Regions from separate parts of the Hordeum vulgare genome. Here region 2 is linked to region 1. The links are chromatin contacts, called in public Hi-C maps. All regions are on one chromosome and are shown on one strand. The core of a region is the stretch at or near the end of the contact, and the rest is flanking DNA. Distances in the headings are between cores, read along the strand shown. Region 1 holds the start of LOC123430203. Region 2 holds the start of LOC123426533.

The links. Hi-C and Micro-C count contacts between places; a contact is called where the count stands out from the background.
Region 2: a contact with region 1 is called in a Hi-C map of seedling, with 3 times the contacts expected there. The contact joins the promoter of LOC123426533 here to the promoter of LOC123430203 in region 1. A contact is called at or near these places in 2 of 6 Hi-C or Micro-C datasets (leaf and seedling).

The regions. Positions count from the first base shown.
Region 1 is chr2H:431,124,417-431,129,401 of MorexV3_pseudomolecules_assembly, reverse strand. It overlaps LOC123430203, which reads right to left and starts at 2,638. Exons shown (of 1, transcript XM_045114091.1): 1 at 1,931-2,638. The coding sequence starts at 2,533. The coding sequence ends at 2,201.
Region 2 is chr2H:432,020,108-432,025,092 of MorexV3_pseudomolecules_assembly, reverse strand. It overlaps LOC123426533, which reads right to left and starts at 3,018. Exons shown (of 6, transcript XR_006622261.1): 1 at 2,660-3,018; 2 at 535-638.

The DNA of each region.
Region 1 (4,985 bases), core at 1,389-3,888:
TTCCATGCCACCTCATCGAAATTGCATAGTTGGCATGCATGATACTACCTACGTTACTATCATTACGGGCAGCCTAAGCGCATCTCTAGCCGTTGCGCCCCCAGGAGGCATGCCGTCCCCCTAATAGGTTGTCTCTTTTCTTTTTTTCGCTTTTATTGTGCATGTCATTACAACAAACACATTGTAGGCACTGCCGGTCACGTGAGCTCGAGCTCGCCGGCGACGACCCCAGGCCACCCCTCCCACCCCAGACTTCCTGACTCGTCATGGACGCCGAACTCGACCTCCGCCACTGTCCTCTGCAGGTCGTGGCCGCTCGCGGAAGCCAGCCGGTACAATGGCCAGATAATGGCCATAGTTAATGACCTCCACGTTGAGCTTCTCCGAGGCCAAGTTGAGGGTTGTGGATGCGGCGAGCATGCGGGGATGCGGCGAGCACGACGGCATGGCGGCGAGTTGGCGGGGAGGCAACGAGCAAGGTAGCGAGCGGGGAGGCAGGCGTGTGGCAAGGATGAGAGGAGCGGTCAGGGAAGCTGACTATGGGCTAAAGGACATGCAAAACCTTCTCTCTCCTCCCCAAGTGCCCTTCGGTGGGCTGGGATTGGCCTGGAAGTGTCGGCTTTGGGGTGACGAGTGGAAAAAAAAATAGTCGTCGGCGCCTAAAAAGTGGTTCTCGGAACGACGGGAGATGCTCTAAACCTTGATGTAGCTTGCACTGAAGAGAAAAGGTTAATATAAATACATCAATCTACTTTTTATCATGAGGCATATATATACATATGTCACCATTGTACATGCCCTAACCATCCGCTCTGCCATCTTTGCTGCCGGAGCCGTTGCCGCGAGCACCGCAGGCCGCCTATTCCTATCAAGAGAGAGGCATGCCGCCTTAATATCCTCCCATTTAAAAAGATTCACCTACTCAGAGGCAGAGATGCGAGGCTCTAAATCTCTCACATTTCCATGCTCCTGAAATCAAAAAACCTCAACAAAATCAATACCCAAATATACATCCTTCCTTGGGGAGTAACTAGTGAGAGTCTTGAGAATCAACAGGGTTGCAAGTGCAAAAATAATGAGCTTCCTTCGTACTGGTCCGCCCAGCTTATAGTATTATATTGGTCATTGTCAAAATCCCAAAAGAGATTGAGCAGGTCCTCCTTAATAGTATCTCAAAAAAATGATAGGAAAAAAAAAGAAAAACGTACTGCCCCCATGCTTATCGCAACTGCATAATATATTGACCATTTCAGAGGAGCTCCAGCATGACTTGGTCCATTCCATTCGATATTGCGCTTCACGTCTTCACCTAATAACCTAGCTCAGCTCCCATCTTTGCGTTTGAGGGTATTATAAAATGATCACTAGAGTCTACTGAACAGTCGGGAACATATACAGATTTCAAATAGAAATCTTAAAGTGACATGTGTTGGCAAAACAAATTGCGGGTGTTGCCATTAATTTGGATGGAGAAGGACTAGGCAGAGAACCGTCTGATTTGGCGGCAGACAATTGTGTTATGGAACCGTGGGCGCAATTGACAGGTGAGCATGCGGTTGCTGGTCGGTTTCAGTGGTGCAACAGCTCAAAGATGTGCCACCCTACTTATTAAAGATTGCACACCATTCACCGGCTAATTCAAACATGTCGATGTCTGGGATGTTGTCAGTACTACTTGTACGCAGTAAAGGAGAAAATTCAAGCGTTCTGAACGGTGAAAGGGGGGAATTCTTGTGGCTCCAGGCGCCAACACATAGCACTGTGGACCTCAGGCATATTGGAAAAGATCTCCGGGGGAACGTATAGCGGACGCCACTGGCTTGGGATGATCGGTCAGAGTACTGGTTTGGCGTGTGTCAAGCTCATCCTCTGCAAGTTTTAGGACTGGTAGCGCTCTGCAAAACTTGCAACACTGGCTAGAACACATTCCTTGATCGTAAAAATTATTTCAGCACAGCAATTCCCTGGAAACTCATCCACCCGAAGTCACGAGATATTCAGGCGCAGATATTCATCCCGACAAGGCTCGATTCAGTCAACAGCAAGACGCCGGCAGGAATCATTACTAATAATTCACTTGCTATATTCTATCAAACCCCTATTCTGTTGATCTGTTCTATAACATGTTACAGATACTACTTCTAACTCGAGAAAACAAAATCGAGCCGCACGCACGGCCGCGGATCGCGAGCTGAGCCGATCACCGCGTGCTCGCCCGTGGCCGGAGTGGCGTGGCGGAGGCGGTGGCGATCCGCACGGGCGCCCGGCGTCCGGTCCCGGACCCGCCGCAGCTCCGGCAAGGCATCCTCCGGGTGCCCGCGCAGGTTCGGCAGCCTGAGCCGTCCCCGTCGGACCACCGGGAGCACAGGCACTCCACCCTCCCCGTCCCGCTGCATGTGGCGCATCGCGGCTTCTGCAGCAGCGGCCACCGCACCGCCGCCGCGGGCCTCCCCTCCTGCATGGACCTGTTGGCCATGGCCACGCCCGCCAGCATCCCCAGCCCCGCCGACGCCACCGCGATCGGCGCCACCATCTCCGGCGCGTGCTAGATCCTCCTGATGAAACCCCCGATAGATCGGAGAGAGAGAGAGAAAGAGAGGTAGGCGATTGGTGAACGGAACACGCACGCTAGGAAGGAAGGCAGTAAGCGAGCGAGAGGGAGACCGGGATTTATAGAGGCCGCCTCGTCAATCAGCGCGGTCATGGTGGGTGGGGTAAGCAAAATTAATTAGGCCGTGTTTGGTTCCAATAAGTCAAGTGATTTAGACCCTGTTTGGTTTCAATAAGTCACGTGACTTATAAGTCAGGTGACTTAAAACCAGTGACTTATAAGTCACCCTTGTTTGGTTGTCACCTGACTTATAAGTCACCTGACCACACCGACGACCTTATTGTCGAACTGGACAGACCTCGTCGCGCTCTGGACGCCGTCCGGCACGACGGCGCTGTGGTCGTCGTCGACCTCGCCGAAGAACGGCTCGCCGGAGTAGCGGAGCATGCAGGCGTCGAGCCAGACGACGGCGTCCTTCTTGGACGAGCAGAGGCGGTGCTGCAGCCGGCGGGACGGGGTGGGGCGCGGCGCGGCGGCCGGCGGGCGGGGCGGGGCGCTGCAGCCGCGGGGCGGGGCGGGGTGCTGCAGCCGGCGGGCGGGGCGGGGTGCTGCAGCCGGCGGGGCGCGGCGGCCGGCGGGCGGGGTGCTGCAGCCGGCGGGGCGCGGCGGCCGGCGGGCGGGGCGGGGCGGGGTGCTGCAACCGGCGGGGCGCGGCGGCCGGCGGGCGCGGCGGGGCGCTGCAGCCGCGGGGCGGGGTGCTGCAGCCGGCGGGGCGCGGCGGCGGGGCGGGGCGCGGTGCTGCAGCCGGCGGGGCGCGGCAGCCGGCGGGCGGGGCGAGGTGGTGCAGCCGGCGGGGCGGGGCGCGACGGCCGGCGGGGCGGTGCTGCAGCCGGCTGGGGCGGGGCAGGGCGCGGCGGCCGGCTGGCGGGGCGCGGCGGGGCGCTGCTGGGACGGGGCAGACGGGACGGTGGGCTGGCTGAAAAAGTAGTGGGACCCACCCAAAAGCAAGTGACTTATAAATTTTAAGTTGGGTGGAGCAACTTATGACTTATAAGTTGGGGTGACTTATAAGTTGAACCTGTTTGGTAAAATAAGTCACTTTTTGCACTTTTTAACTTATAAGTTGGTGACTTATTTGGAACCAAACAGGGCCTTATAAGTCAGGTGACTTAAAACCAGTGACTTATAAGTCACGCCTGTTTGGTTGTCATCTGACTTATAAGTCACCTGACCACACATTTTCATGTAAAAGTGGGTGACTTATAAGTTTTAAGTTGGGGTGAAGCAACTTATGACTTATAAGTTGGGGTGACTTGGGTCTGTTTGACAAAATAAATCACTTTTTGCATTTTTCAACTTATAAGTTGGTGATTTATTTGAAACCAAACAGGGCATTAGTGAGGAGAGTGATTAATTAGAGAGCGATTTTTTTTTTGAACTGAGAGAGCGATTATTGGTGTGGGGGAGGCAAAGTCGGCAGCGTCGCTTTCCATCCTTTATTACTGCCTGTGGCCGCCCCTGCTGGTCTGCACTCTGCACTGCAGTGGCTCGCAATTTGCCCCGGAAATTTCCCAGCAACCGCGTTATTTATTCCTCAAGATAAACTTGGATCGGTCGTGGAGGAACACTTTTTAAAGCTGATGGCTACGTTGCAAAACAGTTTTCCCAATCCATTGTTGGATGGTTAAAAGGACCGCGGTATTTCCTGTCCATCAAAATTTAAGTTTTAAATTTAATGTTGGTGTTTGTGTTTTCTGAATTTATTGCAGATCTTTCGGCGATGTGCTTTTAGTGAAAGGAGACATTCCCGTCGATAATGAAGGTGTCAGTGACGACTTCGTCAATTTCAAGATGATGTGTCGGCTTAGTCTTTGGAAAGTCTCATAGGGATAAGGTATGCATGTCTACATTTATAAAAATGAGTGTACGCTCGTCTATGTAAATGATTTTAATTGTACTTAAAAAACAGTTTTCCATGTACGAAACAACTTCTAGGATGCTTTGTTGTGAATTGTACAAAGGTGACAGCCCTATTTTCAACTTTGTGACTTGAGCATAGTTAATGAGAAACGTAGAATGTGGAAAGTTGTATTGGTCTTAAATAACTGCCAAATGTTTTCATTATAGCAACAGACCCGAACGAGTGATTTGCATGCACGCTTAATGTTTTTTTCTAAGTTATTGCGTATGCGTGTTTATATTACCATGATATTTACGTAAAAGTATTAAGATTATATTTTTTAATAATTTTTTCTCAAGGTTTAAGTTATCACGGCCTTAGTACTTAAGTTATCATTATGATATTTACATAATAGTTATGAGGGTACAGTTTTAACAACTTTTTCCTTTGGGTCAAAGTTATCGCATTGTGTACCTAAATAAGCAGGTTTTCATGCAAAAGTTATCATGCTATTTACGCATAAATTAAGGAGCA
Region 2 (4,985 bases), core at 1,769-4,268, 900 kb before region 1:
GAGACTTAACCCAACACCTTACGACACAAGCTGACAAGATGATTCCTTCTTTGTCCAGACGAGAAGGACCCATGTTTTCACTTTTCTTACATTCAAAGAAACTCACATAAAAAAACACTGAAAAGGGACAAAGGAAGATGCTCTTCGACTTTCTTTCTTCCTCCAACAGGTCAGCGAAGGAACTTTTCCTGTCTTGTGATGGAGCACTCATTATTATGAGCTGCTCATGTAGAATATGCACGACTAGCATGGCTATGTTGACTGTGTAATATGGTAACAAGTCAATCTGGCTTCCCCAAATATACAATTTCATGAGTTAGACCAAGAGCAAAACCTAGAAATTCAACATTGGCATCAAACTAAAACACAATTTGGATTTATGGTACATTGTCCGGACAAAATATCGGTAGAAAAGAATTGCACAGAAATTTTCAGAAACAAAGATACAGGGGCCAGTTGTCCCATGTCAAGCTATTTTAAGTCATCCTCCACCGAACCGTGACAAATAGGAGTTGTTGGATATTAAGAGAATACCTTCTGATCCAAAACAAGCCATTCATCACTTGAATCATCTGTGACAGTACCACCTATGACCATATTTGTTGTGAGTGCAACCCTTCCTTTAGACTTTGCCACCTCTGCTTAAAAGGGAAAGTTTTGTATGAATTAAAACAAGGTACAACATTAAGTTTTGTATGAACTAAAACAAGGTACAACATTAGTAACTCATAATCAAGACACAACTGTGGGATCACTGAAAACTACCCTTGAGAAGCAAACAGCAAGGGAAAAGATTTATCTCAGTGATCCTAGTATGCAATGTAGCCACATACAGTCACCGGCGGAGCGTAGTGGAGGCGAAACTGGGTCATGGCCCCCCCTTCCGAAATTGCAAAAAAAAAATACTAGGTATGTTCAGTGGTTTAGCCCAGCCATTCAGAGGTAAAGCCCAGCAGCAGGCTTGAAATGGAATCGAGCAATGTTCTCACGTGGTCACGCACGTGAGACGTGAATCATCCGCCTCCAGCCAGCATCCCCCAATCCTCTGCTACTCCAGGACTCGACCACGACCAGGCTCCAGGCATGCGACCTGCCGTCCCCGACCAGCCGTCTACGATCTACAACCACGAACTCCTCCGTCCGTCTAACCTCCTCTGGTCCTCAATCAGTCAATCCCCTTCGTCTTGGTTGAAGGTTTGGAGTAGTACTCCGCAACTCCGGCAAGCTGTCCTGTACTTTTTCATGCATATTGTTATGTGTTTTTATATGGAGTTGACCCCCTCTTGTACTTCGACCACGCTCCGCCACTGCATACAGTGGCCTATTGTGTAAACTGAAAATGTGACCATTCATAGACTTAATGAATAGAAGACAGTGCCATTTGAACTTATCAATTTGATTCTGGTGCCAGCCATGCCCTTGTATAATCTGGGAAAAACAGTAAACCTCTATATCTTATTATTCTGTAGACTGTCAAAGTTTACTTGGTGCCACTATTCCACTAATGAAGTTATCCTCCTTTTTGGGTTCAATGTAAACACTTCGTAACAATCATGAGGTACCACATGGATGACAAATAACAAACCATTGCACTGAATTGTAATATGTGCCTGATAGTCTGATACGGGCACAGTACTATATCAGTGAATTGAAATTTCCAAACTAAGTACGAATTTCCTTGAAACTTCCAGACCTAAAATCACTCAAATCGGAACACACAAACAACCCAATCCCATACAAGACATAATATGTCCTGCTCTTCTCTTTGGTTGACTCCACCAGATGTCTTCTCCTCCACACTCAAGCGTGCCATGCAGCCTCCTTCTCCCTCCTCCTGCCACCGACTCATCCCTCCGTCCCTCCCAACAGTACGCGATTGTTCCACCTGCTACTGACGCCACCTCCGTACTCAAGCCAAACCGATGGCAGCGCTCTCCCTCGTACCCCCTCCCCCCCCCCCCCTCTCTTTCAACCAGGATGGCGATGAATATGATGGTGTCATGCCACTGCCGCCTCTCGTGGAATCAAGGGTACACCAACACTGGTGCCTCTTGCTGATCTGTTCTGTACTGAGTGTGAAGTTGATCTCTGATTTTTTTGTCCACTGTCCAGGCATATGTCTCGTTTGGTCATACATTATATCTATTTTATCAACTGAAATGCCTATATACTTATGGTATTGACACATCCTTGTTTGTGGAAAATAGCATACAACGTAAACGTTATCACTCTATCTGCATCGCATCATGCATGGTGGGGTAACGACTATCCAATGTATCAATAATGCATCCGAAATTATCACATCAAAAGACAATAATTAATTTAATAAATAAAGAGATGCTCTAGAAGGCATGCCCGTATTCTCTCGTCCCAAGCAAATACAGTATTAAGTAAACCACTGGAAAAACTAGGGCAGATAATTGTTAGCATATCAAACCAAGTCACTGACATGAATCCATCCAATTCCAAAGAACAACCCCCAGTCGTCGTCTACTTCCATCAGCCCCGGGAATATAACAATCACACAAACAATCCCCGGCATCCAACTCCGATCTTGGCCCGTGAACACGGAAACGACGACAGCCACGAGCCAGCAAGCCATTAACTAAGCAAAAGGTAGAGGAACGAGATGAGAAGGTAGGCATGGGGCAGCTCTCACTTGAGATGGCCTCGAGCACGGCCTCCTGCGGTGGCTGTCCCTGCTCCCCGGACCCGCTCCCACTAGAGCTGGAGCTGGAGCAGCAGCGAAGGTTGCGGCGACGGCGGCGGCCGCAACAAGGAAACTGCGCCGCCGGGGCCGACGCGGCGGCGCGGAGGCTCAGGTGGTGGAGGGGTTCGGGGAGCAGCAAGGAGCGGAGCGCGAGGGCTCGGCACGCCATCGTCGCCTTCGATTCCTTCTTTACTCCGGTCGCCGCGGCCGCGAGCAGCGAGAGAGATTCAGTGGATATTTTTCGCTTGGTTTGGGTTTGCGTCTGCAGCCGGAGTACTCCTTTTTTCGTGGAAGGCCGATGAGCCGTTAAATCTTTCATTTATTTTTCTCTGCGGCTTTTCGTTCCGTGTCAGGATCTCCTATTCCCCGGCGACTATATCTCGCCTTGAGCGAGACAATAGGATGTCTCGCTGAATCAGCTACAGTTGTCGGACCGGCCCATTTCATGTACAATAGCCGAAAAATAGAAGAAAGAGGAGAGCTTTAACTGTTTTTAAATACAAGATTAATATTTTTTTTGAATACATGGTCAACACTTTTTTCTATTTTAAAAAAACGCTTGATTAACAGTTTGAAAATAAAAAATAGTAAAAAACATCTATACACATATAACATTTATCAAATGCCTGATCATCATTTTAAAAATACTTGTTCAACATTTTATTCAAATGTTTGACTATCATTTTTAAATACATGATAAAAATGCCATAATTTATATAAAACAAGGTCTACATTTTTTCTAAACAGATTTAATATTTTCAAATACTTATTCAACGTTTTTTCAAATGCTCAATTAACAATTTTATTTACATCATATAGGAAATAAATCATTTTCCGAATATATGATCAACATTTTTTTCTACACACATATAATAATTTACAAACGTTTTACCAACAAATTTCAAATAGTTTTTCAAAAATTTCAAATGTTTGATTAACATTTTTTAATACATGACCAAATTTTCATATGCATTTTTAACATATTTTTGTATACGTGATAAACATTTTCCTATACACAATTAACATTTTAAAAATGATTGATCAACATTTTTCAAATGCATTTTATCGATTGTTTTTTGATATATACATATATTTACAATATGTTAGATAAAAATGAAAAAGTTAATAAAAAATGAAACGAAACCATAAAAGAAAGAAGGTCGTGGCCTCTCGCCTTCTTGGTCCGACCGATCTCGTTCACGTTTTAGTGATTGTTCCTACCCCTCCCGTTGAAGGCGAGACATGGAGTTGCCCTGCCTATTCGGCGCTTCACGCGCCGGCGCTAGTGGTCCGGCCTATGTACACGTTCAGATTTGAGCAAAAAATACGATACAAAACAGGAAAAATTGACAAAAAGCAACAAAAAATTGTAAATTGAAAGAAGTTCCTGAATTTTGGAAAAAATAATTAATAAAAGAATCGTAATTTGTCAAAAATAATCAATTTTGAAAAATATTCATGGAATTTGAATAAAAATCTATGATTTTGCAAAACTTTTTGTAAAATTTATTGATTTTAAAAATGTTCATCGATTTTAAAACGTTCATAAAATTCTATAAAAGTTATAAATTTAAAAAAAATCATGTTTTCGAAAATCATCACCAATTTTGAAAAAACTTCATCAAATAGAAGTAAAAAAGAAAAAAAGGTAAAAAAATAAATGGAACAATAGCTAAACAGACCGACCCAATTTGAAGGGCTTGAGAGCCCGTTTGCAAAATGTACAGTAATAGATGTGTGAAGCGCCGAATGGGGTATACTCATTTAGCAACTGTGGAGTAAAAGGCATTTTGTGTCTTTCTTTCATGGGAAAAGTTTTGATCCGGCGGGTCGGCGAGCGTCCGGCCGGTCGCACGGGAATTGTTGGATCAGGCGTGACCTGACGAACCAACAACTCGCGCTCCCCCATCCGAGATTCGCATCTTCCTCGTCCCCTTCCCACTTCGATCGCGAGTCATGGCCATGGACGACCTCCCCTTGCGCCTGCACTAGTCCATGCAAGCTCGCTATCGCCGGCGCTACCGCTCAACTATGTGTCTAGGAAGAGCTGTAACAACGGTCCAGTGGAGCTGCATGGTCACCACGGGCACCACAGACATCATCATTTTTGTTACAATGGGTGTCAAAATTTGCTACAAACCAGTGTCCAAATTTGCTACAACTGGTGTCCAAATTTGCTACAACCGATACCGCATTTTATTAACATCGGCGTCGCATTTTGCTACATCGTACATGACGTCGCGATTTTTGCTACAACAGGTGTTTCATTTTTCTA